2 separate regions of the Arabidopsis thaliana genome follow, and region 1 is linked to region 2. The links are chromatin contacts, called in public capture Hi-C maps. All regions are on one chromosome and are shown on one strand. The core of a region is the stretch at or near the end of the contact, and the rest is flanking DNA. Distances in the headings are between cores, read along the strand shown. Region 1 holds the start of GDU6 (glutamine dumper 6). Region 2 holds the start of AT3G30580.

Region 1 (3,950 bases), core at 376-2,875, 180 kb before region 2:
CTAAACAAAATAAAGAATATCAAAAAATAAAATAATTTAAATTTAAATTATTTTTATAATTTAGATTTTAACTTAATAAACAGTATGTTATTATTCTAATATTTTTAAACAGTAAAAATCAAACATAGCAATTTTATAGTAAAAATATATATAAATATAAAAATTGTATATTTAGATAATATAAAACATAAATTATATTTATTTTTAATTTATTAAACAAATTAAATATTTTATTTTAAAATCTAGTATATATGCATAAGCGCACAAATAAAGTGATCACACGAGAAAAGATGGCGACCACTTGAGAGCCACATAGTCCAAAAGTAAAAGATCACACTTTGGACCGTCCAATTCTTTGCGTTTTCAAGCCGCGGCGTCCACCAATAGCTGCCAATCAATGTGAAAGTTATCATTATGTGAATGAAATTAGAAAAGCCCACATTAAAATTTTACATACTTTTATCATTATTAATGCACATTACTTCTACTATTAATTAGAGTATACTAGTATTGTTGTTGTGAATTATTTATCATGTTCAAACCCTAAATATTGTTAATAATAATTTTTTCAATCGGTACATTAATTCCATAGTGATATTGATGACGTTTCAATATAATCATTCTACGATGAGTTAAAAATTTTTATCAAAGATTTGCAATTTCCGAACCCAAAGTATGCTCATCTACTTAGCTTTCTTTACAAACTGTTCAGACTTGGTGAAGATGGTGTCTTCTCCAACCGAATGGCCGGCGTTTTCAGTGTATTTGGAGGAGTTGCAAAGTGATAGGGAAGAATTCACAAATTTCTCTTTATCTTTAATTTCTCGTAGTGCAAATGTAAAAGCGGATAAGTTGGCACGAAAGATTCGTACCGTACCGCATCATGTCACGTATGTAAACAATATCCCTCGAGATTGACTCTTTTGAGTTCTAATTTATATCGGTTGACAAAAAAAAAAAAAAGTATGCTCATCTACTTTGTAAGTAAAGATCTAAAAATGATGTTTGAAAAATAAAATTCGTATGACAAATTAATATATCTTTAAATTTAAACATTGTACTAAAAAAAGAGAACAATAATTCATAAGCTGTTCCAAAAACAAACTCAACAAACAAAAGCAATAACACAAAACTTAATCTATACTAACATTGCCACAAAAATTATCGACTGTTACAAAATTGCCGCTGATTATTACAAAAGTCGAAATCTCTTAATCTTTCTGTCGGCAAAAGAAGAAAAAGATGTTAATGGTTAGGTTGAGATGACAGTAACATTGTCACAGTTACAACGAAAAATGGAAGTGGGTGGAGGAACCACGACCGGAACAGCCAAGCAAGTAGGTTTATTGTCTCCGGCCAAAATCACCACGATCTTAGGTAAGTACTCTCTTGTAATAGGCTTAGCGTCCTTGTCACCGACATCGTCTTCTTCATCCATATGATTGTTATTGCTAGAGGAAGAAGGTTTTTGGTGTGTGCAGACCAATGAGAGTAATGCCAAAGCTATAAGCAAAACAAGCAAAAAGAGACCACCAAAGAGATATGGTACTGGTGACTTCCAGATTTCTACTTTTGGTGTCGGCCTCATTATGATTTTTAGTAGTCTCTTTTTTCTTGTGTTGTAAGTGCAGCTATGGAATTTTAGTTATGGGCATTAAGGAATTTATAGTAGAAGGTTTGTACAAAATTGATATATAATTTTTAAATTAATTGATCACTAAGAAGTGTAGGCGTATTTTAGTTTAAAGTGAAGTAGGAAGATTCCTTGTGCGTTCAGATATTCTTTTCTTTTATTAACTATATCTGTTGTTGTTTATTGTTCATGTGTCATGTCATGACGACATTACATTAGTTCTTCTTACTTATTTTTTCCGACACTTGGAAATGGAAACAATGGTGTGCATGAACCAAGATATAAAAACGGTATACATGCATGCAAATGTTATTTTTTCGTTATTATAAATTAACATAAATATGTGAAAGTTCATTTAGGTATATATGAATGTTTTGAGTTTAAAACATTATGAAAAATAATTATTTCCAATATCTTAAAGTAAAGCTTAGCATTAGTTCTAAATATATAAAAAAAACTTGTAAATGTTAAAGGTATTTAGCGAAAAAAACATTATTACTTCTACACTATTTAGTTGTAGTGCCAAAAAATAAAATTAGATAATAAAGTATCTTTATCAAAAAAGAATTTCCAAAAAAACTTTCCCGCCAAAATGTTTTCGGGGAAATTTTTTTTGTCAAACTTTTTCCACCAAAAAAAAAAAATTCATGATTTACAAAATTAGGAAAGATTCTAAGCAATTAAGGAAGGTTTTCACAATATTCATAATTTTTATTTTTGTGTAGCCTTTTCTGAATTTTCTAAAATCTTTCCTGAATTTTGTAGAATCTTTCCTAAATTTTGTGAAATCCTTCCCGAATTTCGTAGTTACCTTCCTAAATTTTTTGGTGAGAAAATTTGACAATTTTTTTTTTGCGGGGGAAATATTTTCTTTTATTTATTTATTTTAATTAAATTAGTTATTTTATATTTAATATTTAATTAAAGTTAATAGTGCTCTTTGTGGAAGTTTTCAAAAGATATTCTATTTCTGAAAGAAAAACTTGTTCATTGCTATTTTTGTCAATTCCCCTAAAATATTTGATGTCTTTTTTATCTTAACGACTAATTTTAAAAAATAGATTTCTTAACTTTTTAAATTATGTGTAAAAATAAGTTTATATAACAGATGTTAGTCAACCGTTAATTCATATGATTCAACGGAACCAAACGACATTATGTTTGGTAGTTTGAGTAAAAACAGAAAACATGCAATGTCGTCTTTATAACTTTTGGGATTTAGGGACTTTGATTTCATTTAGTTATGTTCATTTTTTAAGCGGGACATAGAAGCATCGAGTAAATTTCATATTTGCTTTTGTCCACAAAAGGGAAGTCGTGAATGGGACTGTCATTTAATTTTTATTAAAAGTAGGGAAATGAACCAACCAAAAAATATATGTTCAATCGTTTTGTTAACCTTTGTCTCAAACCAAACGGTTTGGTTTGGTTTTGTTTGTTATACTATTACTTGTCACCCGAAAGTCTGAACCCAAATATGATATTGTTAACTCGATTAGTAAGACTGAAAAGCTTTGTAGACGTGGAAAGATGAACAAAGCTTAACTCGATTAGGGTTTTTGTAGTTTCAGCATGTATGCTGCAGCTGTCGGCTTCTCCAGAGCAGCTGGAGGAAGCTCCGGCGACAGAGGTTAAAGGCATACAAACTACATGGATTCAGGTAAGTCAGAAGGAGGATCTCAAAGAACATGGCCATCGATCTCAATGATCAAACTTCACAATGGAGGCATGCATCTAGCCAACGAGAATCTCCGTAGACTCAAAGGGTGGTGGGTCCAACAGTCAAAAAGTCATACGTTCAAGCAGCTCAAAAACATGTTTTTACTAAACAAAAGTTTGTGGTTGATGAAGTAGATGGTCAAGGGAGAGTTGTTGTCCCAAAAGAGGTTTTTGTAGGAGCTAAACCGTTATGGAAAGATTTTGTGATTGGCAAATTTCTCAATACAAAGGCTCCACATGTGGGTAACATTCACATGATTGTGAATAAAATATGGAGATTGGGAGACAAAACAAGTCTGATCGATGTTTTTGCAGTCAATGAAACGACAGTCAAGTTCTAGATTCGGAATGAGACTATGCGACAAAGAATTCACTACAGGAATTGTGAGTATCAATAGCACAGGAAAAACAATATTATAAGATATTATAGCGTTGTAGTAAACACTATGTATGCGCTTGTTATAGTAGGTCGAACACTTTATATAGCGGTTTGGGTTCTGCTATAAAAATTTCAACTAATATAGCGTTTTGTTGTGTGTTATTGTTAATTTTACAATAGCAATTACTATTTGCTATTAAATTGCGTAACTATAGCAGT
Region 2 (3,965 bases), core at 807-3,306:
CAGTAAAACAAGCTCATCACAATGAAATTTTTGATGTAGAGGAAAATTCTGAAATATAGAGACTAAACAAAGGAATTTCATAAGATGGAGGTGCGAAGTGATGACGCATATCTTTTTGGTATAATAGTTTGTGTCCTCTAGGACAGCTATATTTGATCATGGGTGAGCGTGGGTGTATTACCTTGGGGATTCAGTCTAATGTTACTATTGTGAATGTTGATTGTTGGGTACAAACCAATGTCTTATATCGGAAGTTAAAAAAAGAAATTTTTAATATATAAGCCAACTCCAACTTCAACTAGTATGAGGTTTTTAAAGAAAGAGTCCAATAATAATTTGTGGAGTTGAACATGTAAGTCCAAAGAGGATATCATCATATTAAAAAGGGAGTTAGAAAAGACCCAATACTTATTAGGATCACTGCCGAAGACGGTACTGAATTGTTGTGTTATACATAATAGAAGCTGAGATTGAACGATGCACGAGTTGTTTAGTTTGCATCGAGGAAAATTTTGCTATGTGGTAAAGCTCTAATGAAAATTCAAAGGAACTTGAGTTGGATAAATTTTAAATTTATTAAATATATGTATATATACAACATGACAATAGTTTAGGACTTTAGGCGATATTCACATCAAAGTAAAACGAATTAACATTGAACTCATCGAAGTTAAAATTCCACTTCGCATATAATGTCCATAAATTTACAAATTGATCAAAACGTGTGCTTCTCTCCTTGGCGAGACGAATTTGTGTTCTACCCGGTAAACCTATAATCATTTACAAAGATTGTGCTGTAGTGTTTAACTATCTTCAATTGTGTTTCTTTAGCTTTATGTGACCTCATGTCTTTATAAAAACTAATCTCAATTGTTCGATTTAGGTATTGTCATTTACACAAACACTCATTAATTTTTATTTTTATTCTGTCATGAGATATTATTTAAGGCTCAGACAAGCTAAAAATACGGAAAAATGTTTACATAAGTAACATGTAGCGGTTCAACATGATTTTTTCGTGCCAAATAATCCACCTTGACATTTGCAGTACAAGATATTAAAGATAAAGAAAATATAGTGAATTTTTTCTTGTCGATCAAAAACTCCTCCAAATATGTTGAAAACGCTGACCATTCGGTTAGGGAATACACCATTTTCACCAGGTCTGTGAAGAATTCATCTAAAACCCAGCGAAGAAATTTTATTAAATATTAATCATGAACTATAAATATAATTTGCAAAGATAGAACAATGCAATTCCAGAAAATAAAACAAAAGTCCTTATAAGAAAAATTAAGATATACTTGTTTGATAATTTAAAGAAAGAACCACTTTTAATTTTGCATTCCCCCATAATTTAAAGAAAAAAACACCCATTGTTCCACTAAAACGGTTTTGAGAGCATATGATATAAAACACTTCTCCACAAAAATATGATATAAATATTTTATCAAACTTATCAATAATTGGTTATACACTATATATACGAATCTGATGAGAATAAAAAGAGAAAAATAAGAGGGGGCATGCATGATCCTAACATGTTCGACAACATGGTTTGATTTGAATCAAACATCCAATCTCCATAAAGATGCATGCGTGTTTGGTTTCATTACAGAGAATTCTTAGTGTAAAGATACATTTCCCTCATGCCACAATGTGAACTTAAACCACTTCACTTTCTCTAACCGAAACACATTAATTATATTAATTAGCATTTATTTTTCAACATGCTCACACTATTACGAAGACTAAGACTACACATAAATCATAACTTATAGAAGACAAACCCTTTTTCATAAAAAACAGCTATTCTTCTTCGAGTTATGTCGGAAATAACTTTATACGTTAGACATAAGCTGTCCTTAGCGTATTAAACAAATGAAAACACACGAGTCTTCTTCCACGCACATGCAATTACATATTATTTATGGGACACTTATATATACATTCCATTATACAAGCAAAAACACTACAACTTAAACTCTCTCTCTCTCTCTCACTCTCTCTCTCTCTCTCTCTCTCTCTCTCTCTCTCTCTCTCTCTCTCTCTCTCTCTCAAGATTAGGGTTCTTGAGTCATCCATGGAGAGAGAAGAATGTAGCAGCAGCGAGTCCGGATGGACCACGTATATTTCTTCGCGTATGGAGGAAGAAGAGGAAGAGGTGATTGATGAGGTCTATTATGAAGGGCATATCATCGAAAAAGATCGTAGAAAATATGCGAATGAATACGAAATCAACAAAGACAGCGATGATTCGATGGCTTCCGATGCTTCTTCCGGGCCAAGTTATCACCAAACGAGCAATAGAGGTAAACGTAGAGAAGGTCTCGCTCTAAGGAATGGGAAAGGTGAAAGTAATGATGTTTATAGTCATCGTATAGATGATAAGAATATTGGTAATCTTATATCTAGGAAAAAAGAGAAGAAAAAGAGTGAAAACAAGAGTAGGTCTCATAAAAAGAAGTAATTTTTTGAAGTTGATTGTATATGTTGGATTTGATTATAGTTTTCTTTCCTTTTTGTGTTGAGGTTTTTTTATGCCTCGAGCAAAGGGTGTTTGATTATTTTAATGGTTTTGTTTTTCAACATGAAGATTAACATATGTATTTTTCTCTAATTATGTTCTCGATTATTATTGTCCATCTATAAGAAATCATTTCCCATTATCTACTTAGCTACATGCATGCTTCGGTGATTATTGGCATACTAAAACTATGTTTACATTAAAAACTTTTTTATTTAAGTTACGTTGGACGCTACTCTCATACCACTGTAAAAATAGGAAATGAATTCCGTACAGAAGAAATTCATTACAACAAAAAAGGAAGAATTTATTCATATAAAGTTTGAGTTCAAACAAAAAACCACGCTTGGGAAAGGTTGATTTTACTAATTGCACATCAATGAGTGGTTTCTTTTATTATTATTATTAGTATTTTCTTAAACTTGAACGATTTATGTATTGTATGCTTGGATTTTTGTGGTTATATAAAAAGAAATGTACTACTGAATGCTGTCATGAATCAAAGTGGTGTAAATGAAAATAGGTCTATCATGGCATGTGTGATGACTGATGAAACGTCTCCTTCGAGACAACTTCTCCATTATTGGTCACATTGTGATTTTCAATGTGTTTGATCAAATTGTCTTAAAATTTTATGATGAAATTGTTTTGTTTGTTTGTTTATTTTGGCTGTAAAGAGGGAAATGGATCAGACACACATGACAGCAACATGGGAACTCTTTCACAGAAAATAATTAGTTTTTGTTTGAATTTTCACAATTTTGTTGGTTTTTGCTTATCTGCAAGAAATAACGTAGATAAATTACTCACACCCATAATTCTAATATACATTTTCATATATCATGTACAACCTAGATATTAAAAGTATTAAGTGGTGTAACAAATTTGAAGTATTTTATTTATATCCAGATAATTGTCGTATATGAAGGCCCAAAACAGTTCTCCGAGCAAGTTCGTTTGAGATATAACCGAAAAGCAGAACACAAAAGGTTTTAAAAGTTAAGCCCATGGACCTTGTATTAATTCTCTAACGATGTCTCGTTTAGTCGTTTTGCTGGTTTGTCTTTTCCACTTACGCATGGACTAGATGAAAAACGACAAACCAGCAAGATTTGTTAGTGACTAATCCAAAACGGAAAAGTAAATATTGAAATGAAAGCTTTACCAAAAAATTCCCATATAATCAAAGATTAGTGAGTTCTTTACAGACTAGATGCCCTAAATTAATGTGAGTTAAGCTTATTTTGTTTAAAAGTTTAAAAACTTTATGCAAATTATATTTTATCAAACATGCATATTAATATTTTTTTCTTGTCGTTTTTCCTTTTTTCTCTTCTCTCCGTGTTTAGATTTTATATAAAGTAATTTGATATAGACAATGACCAAGGTAAAATCGAGGTAGAGATCAAATTATGCTGAACGAACTGGCAAACAGGTC

What was found. Capture Hi-C pulls out chosen DNA fragments and counts their contacts.
Region 1: a contact with region 2 is called in a capture Hi-C map of seedling, with 1.9 times the contacts expected there. A contact is called at or near these places in 1 of 26 Hi-C or Micro-C datasets (callus) and 1 of 3 other capture datasets (seedling).

What each region holds. Positions count from the first base shown.
Region 1 is chr3:12,350,147-12,354,096 of TAIR10.1, reverse strand. GDU6 (glutamine dumper 6) reads right to left here and starts at 1,625. Exons shown (of 1, transcript NM_180319.2): 1 at 1,064-1,625. The coding sequence starts at 1,588. The coding sequence ends at 1,253. It also overlaps the pseudogene AT3G30724.
Region 2 is chr3:12,166,272-12,170,236 of TAIR10.1, reverse strand. AT3G30580 reads left to right here and starts at 2,056. Exons shown (of 1, transcript NM_113959.2): 1 at 2,056-2,660. The coding sequence starts at 2,084. The coding sequence ends at 2,470.